Linked DNA regions of Capsicum annuum: region 1 is linked to region 2. The links are chromatin contacts, called in public Hi-C maps. All regions are on one chromosome and are shown on one strand. The core of a region is the stretch at or near the end of the contact, and the rest is flanking DNA. Distances in the headings are between cores, read along the strand shown.

The links. Hi-C and Micro-C count contacts between places; a contact is called where the count stands out from the background.
Region 1: a Hi-C map of leaf shows a contact between it and region 2, with 2.1 times the contacts expected there. The contact joins the promoter of LOC107846013 here to the enhancer-like site in region 2. A contact is called at or near these places in 3 of 5 Hi-C or Micro-C datasets (bud and leaf).

What each region holds. Positions count from the first base shown.
Region 1 is chr10:162,123,932-162,130,179 of UCD10Xv1.1, reverse strand. It overlaps LOC107846013 (BEL1-like homeodomain protein 9), which reads right to left and starts at 4,527. Exons shown (of 4, transcript XM_016690540.2): 1 at 3,436-4,527. The coding sequence starts at 4,227.
Region 2 is chr10:162,053,033-162,059,862 of UCD10Xv1.1, reverse strand. No RefSeq gene overlaps it. Among protein-coding and RNA genes, the nearest start is that of LOC107846014, 51 kb to the right of the region's middle. Within about 2 kb of position 5,117, at least 3 of the 5 cell types and tissues checked have an H3K27ac peak or open chromatin away from gene starts, as enhancers often do. A contact at or near this core is called in leaf, where this site is marked.

The DNA of each region.
Region 1 (6,248 bases), core at 3,278-5,777, 71 kb before region 2:
ACTTCAAAAATCACTCAACTATTGATTTTTATCCTATAATGTCACACAACTTCGATACATATTTCAAAAGTTACTCAACTATCATATTTTTACTCTAAAAATTACTCAACCTATTTGATTATTTTTTCAAAAGAATTTGATTATGTGAAATTTCTATTTAAAAATAAAATTCCGCAATATAAAAAGTACTATTTCTTTAATGATCATTTTATTCTTAATTTCCTAAATTAATATTTCTCCCACATCTATCTCATTTTTCTTCTCCTTCTTACTTTCTTCCCAAAATTTTTTCCATAACTCGAACATTTGTCGTATAATCTAGAAAATTAATAATTACAATTGCACGAAATAAAATTACTATCATATTTTATTTTTGTATTTTATTTTTATTTTTTCTTTACCCAAAAAAAATAATAAAGAGGAACAAACGAATAGAAAATAAAATAAACTACAATATCCTATGCATCCCCTTTTTTTTTCCTTTTTAAATACTTTATAAGTTTATTTTACTTCTCTTCTTTTGCCCTCTTTATTTTTTTATTTTTTAAATATATAATAAAAATAAAATGTAAATATGATAGTAATTTGATTTCGTACAATTTTAATTGTCGATTCTTAGAGTATAATGTGTAATTTATAAAAAAAATTATGGGAAGAAAGTGAAAAAACAAAAGAAGAAAAATGAGATAAAGGAGGAAAAGATATTAATTTAGAGGAAAAAAAATAAAACGGTCATTAAAGGAATACTTTTTATCTTTCATAGTTCTATTTTTAAATAGAAATTTCACATAAGCTAATTTAATTTTAAAAAAATAATTAAATAGGTTGATTGACTTTCTAGTAAAAATGAGTTAGTTGAGTGACTTTCTGAGATAAAGTCCGTTGTTGAGTGACTTTTAGGGGTCGTTTGGTGTAAGGAATTAAAGCACATAATACCAGGATAAAATAATAGTCCCGAGATAAAATTTTTGATGCCTTGTTTGATTGCCTAGTTCGGGATAACTTATCCCGAGATTAAAAAATAGTACCGGAATAAGTTATCTCACCCTTTGGATGGTATAAGTAATTCCAACATACATAACCTTGGGATAGAGCCATGAAATGACAAAATTATCCTTCAAATCCTTTGATTATAACTTTTCAAATATATATATATATTACTACTATGTATAAGAGAGAATGTGAGATTTTGATAATCCTCACATCAAATTTTTTTGTCAATTTTATCCCTAATTTAAATTTTAATTACTCTACAAATTTTATTCATTTTGATAAATTTGAACAATAATATGAGCTTATTAAATGCTACAACAGTGATGAGTCATAAAAAAATAATAATGACACCATAAAAACTATTTGTACAATCAAGTTCAAAATTGCTACAAGAATTTATTGTCTTTCTATTTTATAGAAATATTTATTAATCTTACTTTAATTTTTTAATTTTTCTAACAAATTTATCATGGACAAGTAATTAAAATATTTTGACATTCCCTTTCTAACTTAGTGCATGCTTAATTATTAAATAAAAAGTTATATGTTATATATAGCTAAAAATATTTGAAAATTTAATTTTAAGAAAATATAATTTAACTCTTCAAATACTAATGATACAAAATAATGAAAAATGAGAGTAATTCTTTTTCACATTTTTTAGTGATGAATTCTTTTAACAAAAAATGAGATTATCAACAGTTTATAGAATTTAGGACAAAATAAGTAGTTTAACATGAACTATTAAAGCTTCATACATGTTTAAGAAATATCAACATAAATTTCTTAACATATATTTTTAGAAAAAAAGAAACTACTAAAATTGAAAAAAAAAAATTAACTTCTCAATTTCTTTTGTATGGCTTGATATGAAGGAAAATCTACAAAAATATTTTGTTGAACCAAGTTTTTTAATTATTTTAATTAAATTCTGTCGTATTTATAAGTTAACATTATTAATGTTATCATACAACAATTTTCAGTGTTAAATATTTATTATATCACTTTTAATGTTAGAATTTTTTTTTTCATAATAAATGAGTGAATTAATATAAATTTAATTGAAAAAAAACTTAATGAAAAAGAATTGAGAAAAAAAATGATGAAGTTAATTCAACATAAGATAAAACTTATTAAGCTATATAAGGTGAAGGGTATTTTTGTAAACAAACTATCTATTCTTAAAAATAAAATACAATGCACATTATTTTTAGTACCACAAACCAAACAATCACTAAAAAAATAATAGGAGTACCAGAATAATTAATCTCAGGACAAGTAATCCCGGTATAACTAATCCCAGTATAACTTGTTTCCCAACCAAATGACCCCTTAAGATAAAATCAAAGTTGAGTGACTTTTTTTAAGATAAAAATTGATAGTTGAATAAATATTTGAGTTATTAACTCCACATGTTAACATCTTATATATGGTATAGCAACCTCTTGGAATCACTGAATAGAATTTTCAACAACTCCAAACAAGTGATTGAGTTTTAATGTTTCGATGAAATACAATTGTTGTCAACACGAACTAAAGGCTAGCTAAAGAAAATATGTTAATTTAAGAAGATACGCTCAAAAAAATAGTAGAACTTTTAACTTGGGCTTCAATTTCTTAAAAAGGAAAATAAGAAGAAAGAAATGAGGTCCTGAATAATTTGTCCCTATGGTAAGTATATATTTTCTTATAGATTCCCCCTGATATATGTATCCTCATTCACAATATACACGGCCTAACTAAGCTTCATTATAAGCAATCAGAAGTGGCTTTCTTCAGTCACTTAAGGGCACCAATCTTTGTGCATATATTCCCTATCAATCACCTTTCTTTTTCTTCCAAAAAGATGATTTAGTGATCGAACTGTTATGCCTGAAAAGCACAGGCATCAACATATACCTAATAATAAAACCAAGACTCAAAAGAATTTAATTTGTATGTGCTAAAAAGCATATATAAATTATTGATACTGCATGTTGGCATGCCTTAAAGGATGAATGTTTGGTTAGATAACACATAATAATCTACAAAGAAAGAATTAAATAAGAATACTGTTCACTTAGAAATAAAGCGTACAAGATTAGACATGACTTGGTCGAAGTTTATTAAAAAGAGCAGTTGAGTTAGAAATTAGAAAAGGGTACTTAGGAGTTATGAATAACCCTAAGAATTTTTATTTTCTTTTTAAGTTCTCTAAGTGGAAATTTGAAGTACTCCTCAAACTAGTCTTTCAAATTTCAAATCTAAAGTAGAAATAATGGAGCAAATTGTAAAACAAGGTCTCATTCAAAATAATCTAAAATAACATTTCAAAAGCCTGACATCAAATTCTATGGCCAAACTGTTATACTAGCTAATAGTTTAGAAATGTAATAAGTTCTATATAGGTATAATCACACAAATAATAGTGTATTACTAAGCTACAGAAAATAAGTTAAATACCTCATCAAGCATTGAAACTAAGTTGGACTTGTTCCTCCTGTGTTCACTTCCATCGTCATCAGATGCATCAGGTGAAAGATCCATCACTACAACATCATCAACTTCTACAAATTTCTCAACATAAGTACCCTTATTATTATTACCCACATCACAAATTTGTTCCATCAACTGTTCTGCAGGCTTCAAGAATCTTGATCCCTTGAGAATTGAAGCATACCCAGTAAAAGGTCCAAGAATAGTACTACTATTACTCTTTGATGACAACTCATTATTACAATAGGCCGCGGCTGCCGCGGCCACAAATAATGATGAGTCGTATCTTTGTAAATTCAGCTCAAGCGGAACAGTACTATTACTAGTACTTGTCCTAATTAGTTGGTTCTGATGATGAGGCTGATATGATAAAGATAAAGACAAACCTTGACCCGTACTAACATAATTATTACTAGAATTATTATTATTGTTGTTGTTGTGAGTAGTAGTAATATTTGGCTCATGAGCTGCTGATGATATTTGTTCTTGTTTATATACGACGTCAAAAGTCGATTGCTGGGTGTTATAGAGAAAAGCGGGGGTGTTATCAATTTCTTGAAAAGAAGAGGATATTTGTGGATCCATAAAATGAAGGGATTTTTGTTTATTATGTGATAGAAGAAGCAAATCTGAAGGGTTTAGGAGTGATTGATCATTGTAAAAAGAAGGGAAAACAGTGCAATCGGATACTCCACCACGAAGCCTATCTCTACGACTTTGTTGTGGCACATGGTATGCTTCAAATCCTTCTGCAGCCATTGAACACTGTAGGGAAAGAGGGGAAGAAGCTAGCACTGTAGTACTGTATTTTTTGATGGATTGAGAAAGAGAGAGAAGGAGGAAGGAACAGTGGAAGAAATGTGAGGGGGTGTGATGGGATATTGATGATATGAAAGGCTATTATTATTATAACTATCTAGCTAGCTAGGTAGCTCATCATATCTTTCACTTCTTAGCTGCAAGAGAGGACTTGCTGTTAATTCAGTCAGGGGTCGTTTGGTTTGATTATAATAGAAAGAAACACCTACTCAATACTACTATTCTTCAAAGAAACCTTTTGATTTGACAAATATTTATTTTTTATTATAAATAGAAAGATTTTGAAATTTGTTGTGTTAAATCAAACCTGATATATATGCGACTAAAAATATTTATGAAAATTTATTTTAATTATGGAATTATAATTTTTTTATTAGAAAAAACTAAAGTAGATGTACCATTAAATTGAGGCACATTTTCCATTACCGCACGAGGAAATGAAATCTCTCTCATTATACATGTATAACATTTTACTCCTTATCTTTTAATTCTTCGCTCCCTCCATTTAAAAAAGAATGATCTACTTTTCATTTTAATCCACTTAAAAAATAATGATTTCTTTTCTTTTTTAACAAAATTTTAATTTCAACTTTCCACATGACATGTCTAGGACCACAAGATTAAAGGATATTTTGTTACATTTGACATAACTTTAATTTAAGGCTACAAGATTTAAAAGTTTTATTTATTTTCTTAAACTTTTTATAAGTTAAAATAGATCATTCTTTTTTAAATGGAAGGAGTATTATAAGAATGTGTCATTTCTTAAGAAATAATTCGGTGAAAAAGTATGAATGCTAAGATTCTTAACTGTATGCTTTTTTTACGGGCCAAATCCATCGTCAGCCCCCTAAACTTGACACGATCTTTCACTTTGACACCTTAACTAGACCATATTCATTTTTAACACCTCAACCAACTATTAAGTGTGTCATTTTGACACTTTTTGTACAATCAACTGATTTTGCAAAGTATCTGTAAAACACATTTTTGCAGGCATGTGACATTCTTATTTAAAATAATAATTTTAAATAAATTATAATTTAAAAAATTAATTTTTAAATAATTAACTTTAATTTTAAATAAAAGATTAATAAATAAATGACCCCTCCCCCAAACATCATCTTCTCCAAGTACCCCACCCCACCCACCAAGATTGCTGTCACCCCACCACCACCCCAAGATTGCTGCAGCAACCCCCCTCCCCCACCCTCCCCACAAACTAACGCTGCAGCAACGCAGCCTCACCCCACCCTTCCCCTCCTCCCTCCCCGATCATTTTCTCCAATTTTCATCTCTAAAAATTATCTTCAAAATTTCTTTAAATTTCTCAATAACAGTGGTGACAAGTGATTGCAATAGCAAAATCGGAATTCACAGAAAAAGTCTCTTCTTCTTTTCTAGCAAGAAATTATATAGAAGATGCAGAAATTATTTACATTGAGGTCCTTAATTAGTTCTGCAATAGCCAAAAAATTCAAATCCCAACAATATCGACGAGCTGCTTTTTCATTTCATATATTTGTTTTCTTTTTGTATATGTTCATTTTTGTTTGCATATTTTTACAGTTTAAAGAAAGTGTAGCAAAGTTAATGGTGGGAAAAAAATAGGTGCAAAATGGTTGGAGTAATTGAGAAGAAGAAGAAGAGGAAAAGAAAGTTAAAAATCAATTAAATCTCATCATTCACGCGCCTATGGAGAGTGTAATGCACTCTCTTTACCATGTCAGCGAAAGGTGTCAAAATGACACACTTATAGCTACTTAAGGTGATAAAAATAAACATGATCTAGTTGAGGTGTCAAAGTGAAAGATCGTGTCAAATTTAGGGGCCACCGATGGGTTTGGTCTTTTTAATGTTACATTACCAATGTATACACCAATATTTTTTATTGGTTGAAGTAGTGGCAATGTTGCATATAGAAGCAACCCTTTGCCTCCATGTTAAGTACATTAGAAAAT
Region 2 (6,830 bases), core at 3,868-6,367:
ATTATATTTCTCTACATCTAATTCACCAAAAAGCTTCGATAAAAAGTTTTAATCTTTTTTTTCTCTCCACCATCCCTCAAACTTTTGATAAATTTTAATAATTTTTGATTGAATTATACTATTAATTTCATTTCTTTTCAATTTTGTGTCTCTCAATTTGATCTAATATACCACTTTTTCAACTGAGTTTTGCACAATTTAATTAAAGAATTCATTTTCCTAATTGAATTTTGCTCAATTTCAACTGGGTGCTTCTCAAATTTAATTGTAAATTTCATTTTCTCCACATATACATATACTGAGAGAAAGAGAGAACAAAATAATACACTCATACACAATGTAACATACACACGCAAAATAGAGGAGAGGAAAAAAATTGATGTAGATCTCGACCTCACTGGAAACAATCATCTTAATGACGACGACGACCATCTCCAGCGAAGTCGTTTCTATCATCACTAGGTGTCGAAAAAAAAACAGCCTAAAACAAGAACAAAATTGAATTTTCCCCCAAATTGATTAAAGAACTCATTTTTTTATACATGGATCATCACAAAAAGGATAAAGAAATTGTGTGTATGGGTGTGTTTGGTGAAGGTCCATCAATGGCGTTCTTTTCTGGGGATTTGGAATTTGAGGTTTTTCGGATTTAGGGGGTGTAGGTAAGTTAGAGAAGACAACGTTGGGGGTGGGGGTGTTGGGGTGGGGTATTTGGAGAAGACGATTTTGGGAGGGTGGGGTCATTTATTAATTAATTTTTTCTTTTTATATTTAAATATTATTTTAAGAAAAAATGACAAATGTCATCATATTACTGGTCACTTTACACTTTATCAGTGCGTGCAATACACGCACATTATATATTTTTGCAGATTTTGTAAAAAACGTCAAAGTAACTCATCGAAATATCAGTTAAGATGCTTAAAATGAACAACGTCCACTTTAAGTGTTAAAGTGAAAAATCGTGTCAAATTGAGGAACCTGTCGATGTGTTTGGCCACAAAAGAAGGTCAACAGACCTTCTATTCTATGGAACACACTTAACACGTAAGGCCTGAGACCATAAGATTTTAATATGCTATTATTCATGACTAAGGGCCATTTGCTTGCTGGTTAGGAGGTAATTATTCATTTATTAAATTTAACTTGGTAGACTTTTTTTTTTATTATGAGTAAAATTCAACACATCAAATATTAAATTTGATCAGCAATCCGTATATAATTAATAGATATGTAAGTTATGAAGAAATGATCTTTGTCTTATTTTATCAGAATAAAAGATGAAACAACTAATATATACATCACTAATGCTTATATTACTAACTTATACCTACAAAACTCTAATTAATTCAACCAAACAATCCTAAATATTTGTAATGAAACACAAAATCAATTAACTCATTGTTAGGTATCAAACGTTGAAGGTGGTGTTGTTTAAAAAATATGATATATATTTGAATTGCTCAAAATTGATTTTGTGAAGAATAAGTAAGGGTTTGGACATGCGATTTTATTTCGTAATTTAAAATTATGAGTAAAATTAATGTTTGGACATGTGATTTAATGTTGATTTCATATCATGAGATAAAATTTTAATTTCTTCAAAAAAAACTTGATTTGAAATTTCATATCATTGTTTGGGATTGTTTTCAAATACAAAATTAATCCACAAATTTATATTTTTTAAAAAACAAAATCTCACCATTTATTTCATATGTAAATAAATATTATAGTTCATATTAATATTACTCTTTAAATCATTTATATCTCATACAACAATTATTTTCACCGACATAAAATTTAGTACTACTTATTAGATCTTATTTTACCCTTTATTATTGAGAAAAGGCATCTTTTCCTCCAAACTTGTCGCCACAACTCACTTTAGCACTTAAACTTAACTTCCATTTATTTACTCCCCTTAACATCTTTAAAGTGAATTATTTTCACCCCTCAAAATTGAATACCACTCTCACGACGGAGAGTGCACTACACACGCGCTACATCATTGTCAAATCAGTCCCACATCAATGTCATGTCATTTTCCATGTAAGAATTTATTTTTTTTTAATAATCCCACACACTAACTTTTTATATATTTTATATATAGTATTTTTATATATATATTTAAAAGAGTATATTTTTTATAAAAAAATATATTTTATATAAATAAAATAGACCCCGCCCCCCTTCCTTCTTCTTCTTCACAACCCCCACCCCCTTCGTTCTTTCACAGCCCCCACCCCACCTCAATTCCTTCTACTTCTTCATTAGACAGCAGCCTCCATCCCCTTCCTCCTCCCCACCCTCCTCCTCCTTCTTCTTCTTCACATAAAAGCACCATTTTTTTCTATTTCTTTCTCCATTACCACAAGTTTTTTCAATGAATTTTTTTCTTCATCAAATGCAAAATTAACTTGAATTAGCTTGAGCAAATCCATCAATGAACTAAATATAAGTACATGGTCACAAAAATACATCAATACACAAAATCTCAAATCCAAATTCTTTCACATTAATCAAAACTCAAAATTTCAAAACTCCTAAATTTTCAATTTCTTACTCAAAAATGTCTACAGAAATGGCATAAACTGTCTGAAATTCAAAAATGGCATAGATGATATTCGCATGACATGAAATTCTTGGCCAAGAATCAAACTTATTCACCAATCTTGAACCCTTTTTGATTGTCGAAAAATAAAATTTTGGATTAATTAGGACTTGATAGGAAGAGAATTACAAAGAAACGGGGTGGGGGTATGAAAAAGATGAAGAAATGAAGTGTTGGGGGTGGGGTGGGGGTGGGCGTGGGGATGGGGAAGGGGAGTGATGAAGAAGATGAAAATGTCTTCTATGAATACATTTTTCTTTTAATGTTATATATATATATATATATATTTATAAATAGCAATAAAGTGGTCTTTTTAAAAAAAAAATTCACTCGCTCTTTTTTTTTGTCTCGTCAGTTATAGGAAGGAATTTAATTCATTTGAAAGTTGTTAAGGGGGTAAATAAACGGAAGTTAAGTTTAAGTACTAAAGTGAGTTGTGACGACAAGTTCAGGGGGAAAAAGATGTTTTTTCTCTTCATTATTTACCAAATTCAATATTTTGATCATATTCATTCACCAACTAAATTTATTACTACTTCATTTCAGATAAACGCTTACTAAAAAAATCATAATTAAATGAAAGCTCAACGTGAGAAGATTGTCTGAACTATGTGGGAGGATTATATTAAAAAGTGGTACACTACAACTCATGTTTAATTTTATGTTTTTGTTGAACTAAAGTCTCATCAATAAATGTTGTAGTGTGTTTTTATACTAGTTTTGTGATATTGTATTATACTTTTGTCATAAACTTTTACTTATTTGATAAGGTTATATAAAGATTGGAACACTTTTTATGGTTTTCACAACTTATGAGATTTTTATGTTTATGAGAAAACATACAACATAAAAGGTTCAACTTATATGTTGAAATAAAATTTCAATTTCATCTCATATTTTCAAATTATTACTATTTTATGTTATAATTTAAAATCATGATTTCATATTGTATAGCTAAACGCCCCTAAATATATTGCGGCCTCGCCGGGGGACACAGCTAACTAGGAGGGTGCGGTACAAGGTGTTCAATTGAATTTCTTTTTGTTAAAAAGAAATTACTTTACACATAGGACATAAATGGCTTATATAAAGTAAGAAGTACGTAAATCTCATTCACACAACGAAAGAATCCACCTACAAATCCTAGATGTGACATATATTTTTGTTGTCCTCTCATTTTAGTTTTTTAGTTTCCTCGATGGATTCTCACCTACTATAAATTAATAATTCCTGAAAAAATAAGTATACATGTAATGTTTTAGTTTTGTGAAGGCTACTTTATATCCAATTTTTTCTAGTATATCTATGACAAAGTGATTTAAAACAATTTTGTTATGTCGTGTGATTTGTAATTCTTGCGTATGTTTTTCAATTTTGGTAGGGTTACATGTTTGTGATGTGTATGGTGTACATTATTAATTCGACAAATCTGGTGGTTGAAACAAGGAAATATTTCATGACATTGGACTTCAGCAATTTCCAATAATTGTTGCCTAAAACTTTTTATTTGACATTATTATACTTATAGCACGTTTGATCAAATTTTTAAAATCAGTTTATTTTAAGAAGCGTTTTTTTTTCTTCTAAAAGTGCTTTTAATTTTTAATTTTTTTGTGAGGAGCAGTTCGTGCTTGACCAGTGAATTTAAAAAGTATTTTTGAGCAATAATTAGTATTTGATTATTGGTTTAGTATATTTGAAAATCGATAACTGATAAACAAAATCGATAATACATAAAATCGAATCAAACCGACCGATGCACATCCCTACATCAGAGCATGCAAGTCCATAAGTTCTAGTAATATAAAGGACATATGAGGAACAGTATTGTCATGCATTCAAACACCAGAATGATGGACATATGTTATGATTTGCATATTGAAAAACACTAATAATAATAATAGTAAAGAAAATAGGTAAAAATTTAAACGGAGTATTACGGCAAAAACACATATTTGTGACGGGATATTCATGATGGACACTTACTTTTCCGAATTTGTGACGAGATTATGATAGAGCTCAACCAATTTAAAACGATCTTATTCAGTTTTTGACGTTTGAATTTGTGATGGATTCTTCCGTCACATATATTGTTCTTTTTTTATTCTGTTTAATTAAGTGGATTGACATGCAAAACAATAGGAAAGATCTTCCTGACCATCTGAATGAAAAAAGAGGTAATGATCACTATCCAGCAACACAAATCCAACTGTCAAAGTACTTGTCTGTTTCAATTTATTTTTAACATTTTGATACTAAATTTTTAAAAGTAAATTCAAAACTAAAATATATTATAATATTTTAAATTTTTATAATCTTAAATATGTTATATAATTTAAAAATAATAAAAATATATGTATTTTTTTAAGTGGGCTAAAATGTACGAACAAGAGGGAGCGTCCAATTATACAATATGTTTCCGTTTTGAATTCATGTGGAGGTATAGTTGGTGGGTCCAAAATAACAGTAAATTGACAAAAGCAAAGTGCATGCATATAATTGCGTTTGCGTGTTAACTATTTAGGTAAAAAAAAAAAAGGCAGAGTATAAAAATTCCCGTGACTCTATTCAATTTACTTCTAGCTGACTCACTCACTTCCCGACAACCCGGGCTACCTTTTACTCCCTCCTTTAACTTTTTATCTGTCAGCGATTCTACGAATACAACACAATTTATTACTCCCTTGTTTAAAAAAAAAAAAAAATACTTCCTTTTTATTTTAGTTCTTTTTAAAAAGAATGATTTTTTTTGTAACTTTTTAATTTTAATTTTTCACGTGACATATTTAAGATCACAAGATTGAAGGGCGTTTTAATACATTTGACATATTTTTAATTTAAGACCACAAGATTCAAAAATCTTCTTTATTTTTTTAAATTTCGTGTCAAGTCAAAGTAGGTCATTCTTTTTTAAACTGTGGGAGTATTTCTTAATTTTATTTTATGTGTCATAATTTGATTAAATATAAAATTTAAGAAATAAAAAAAATTAGTAATTTTTATCAAACTATTCTTTATTTAAAAATATAATATTATTTTTTTTAATTAAGTGAGACCAATAAGGATAAAAGTGAAATTGTGTTTTTAAATAGTGAAAGGTGACATTTATTTTGGGATGAACAAAAAAAAGAAAATTGTGACACATAAAATGAAACGGAGGAAGTAATTTTTCTTTCTCAAATTATTTTTAAGATCTAATACTAAATCCTAATTAATACATTATGGTAAAATCATTGCAATTTTTATTTCTCAGGAGGTGTACAACATCCAAAGGTAAACAAGCAAAAATGAACAGATATTTTAGGACGGTTTCTTGCAAGTCTTTTTATTTCTACATTTCTTTTAGATGTTTAAAGCATATTACTTATCTCGATTTTAATTTATTTGTCTTGGTGTAATCAGATATTTAAACATGACAAGCGAAATATTAAAATTACTGAATTTTCAAATTAAAAAGAAGTATTTTTTTGAAACAAATTAAACTGAAAGTAAGATAAATAAATTAAAATGGAGGAAATATATTTTTTGTTGGATTGAATAATGAAGTTGTGACTATTGGTGTCAGCTAACCTAATCTGTCAAGCTCATCAGGTCAATTTACAAATTCATGATAACTAACTCCATAACGATCTAATAATTTCCAAGGGGAAACTTCCTCCAACGATTTGGCACGTAGTTGGATTTGGAGGAAACGATGAGAACAAAAGGAAAGCGAGAACATATATATCTTCACTTGTTCAATTCTTTGGCTTGTGGTGAGACATAGAAAAGAAATTTAAAATAACATTTCTATTGAATCGTACAAAAATCTCTTATCATAGCATAAAGAGATAATAAGGAACATGATCTCTGTTAGTGTAGCTTATTAAGGATACCATCATAAATAGAAAGATATAAAAATTGACGATTAAGATAGAAGAATAGTAGGTAGTTGTGTATGTTGGGATTGAATTCAAAGGCCGTGACGTCGAAGATAATAATTGCACATCATATTGTGATAAATTCGACAACAAGAAAAAATTATACTAAAAACATATTATTGATATGAATAGACATGCATATTGAAAATTAAATTTAAAAGTTTTAAATCTATTGGGAAAAATATTTCCCTAAACAAATTCAGTAAAACTATATATATTGTGGATGATATCTTGTTATTGCATGAGAAGATGAATCTCCTATTTATAGAAGTCCAAAACTTCTCCATCAAGAAAGAATT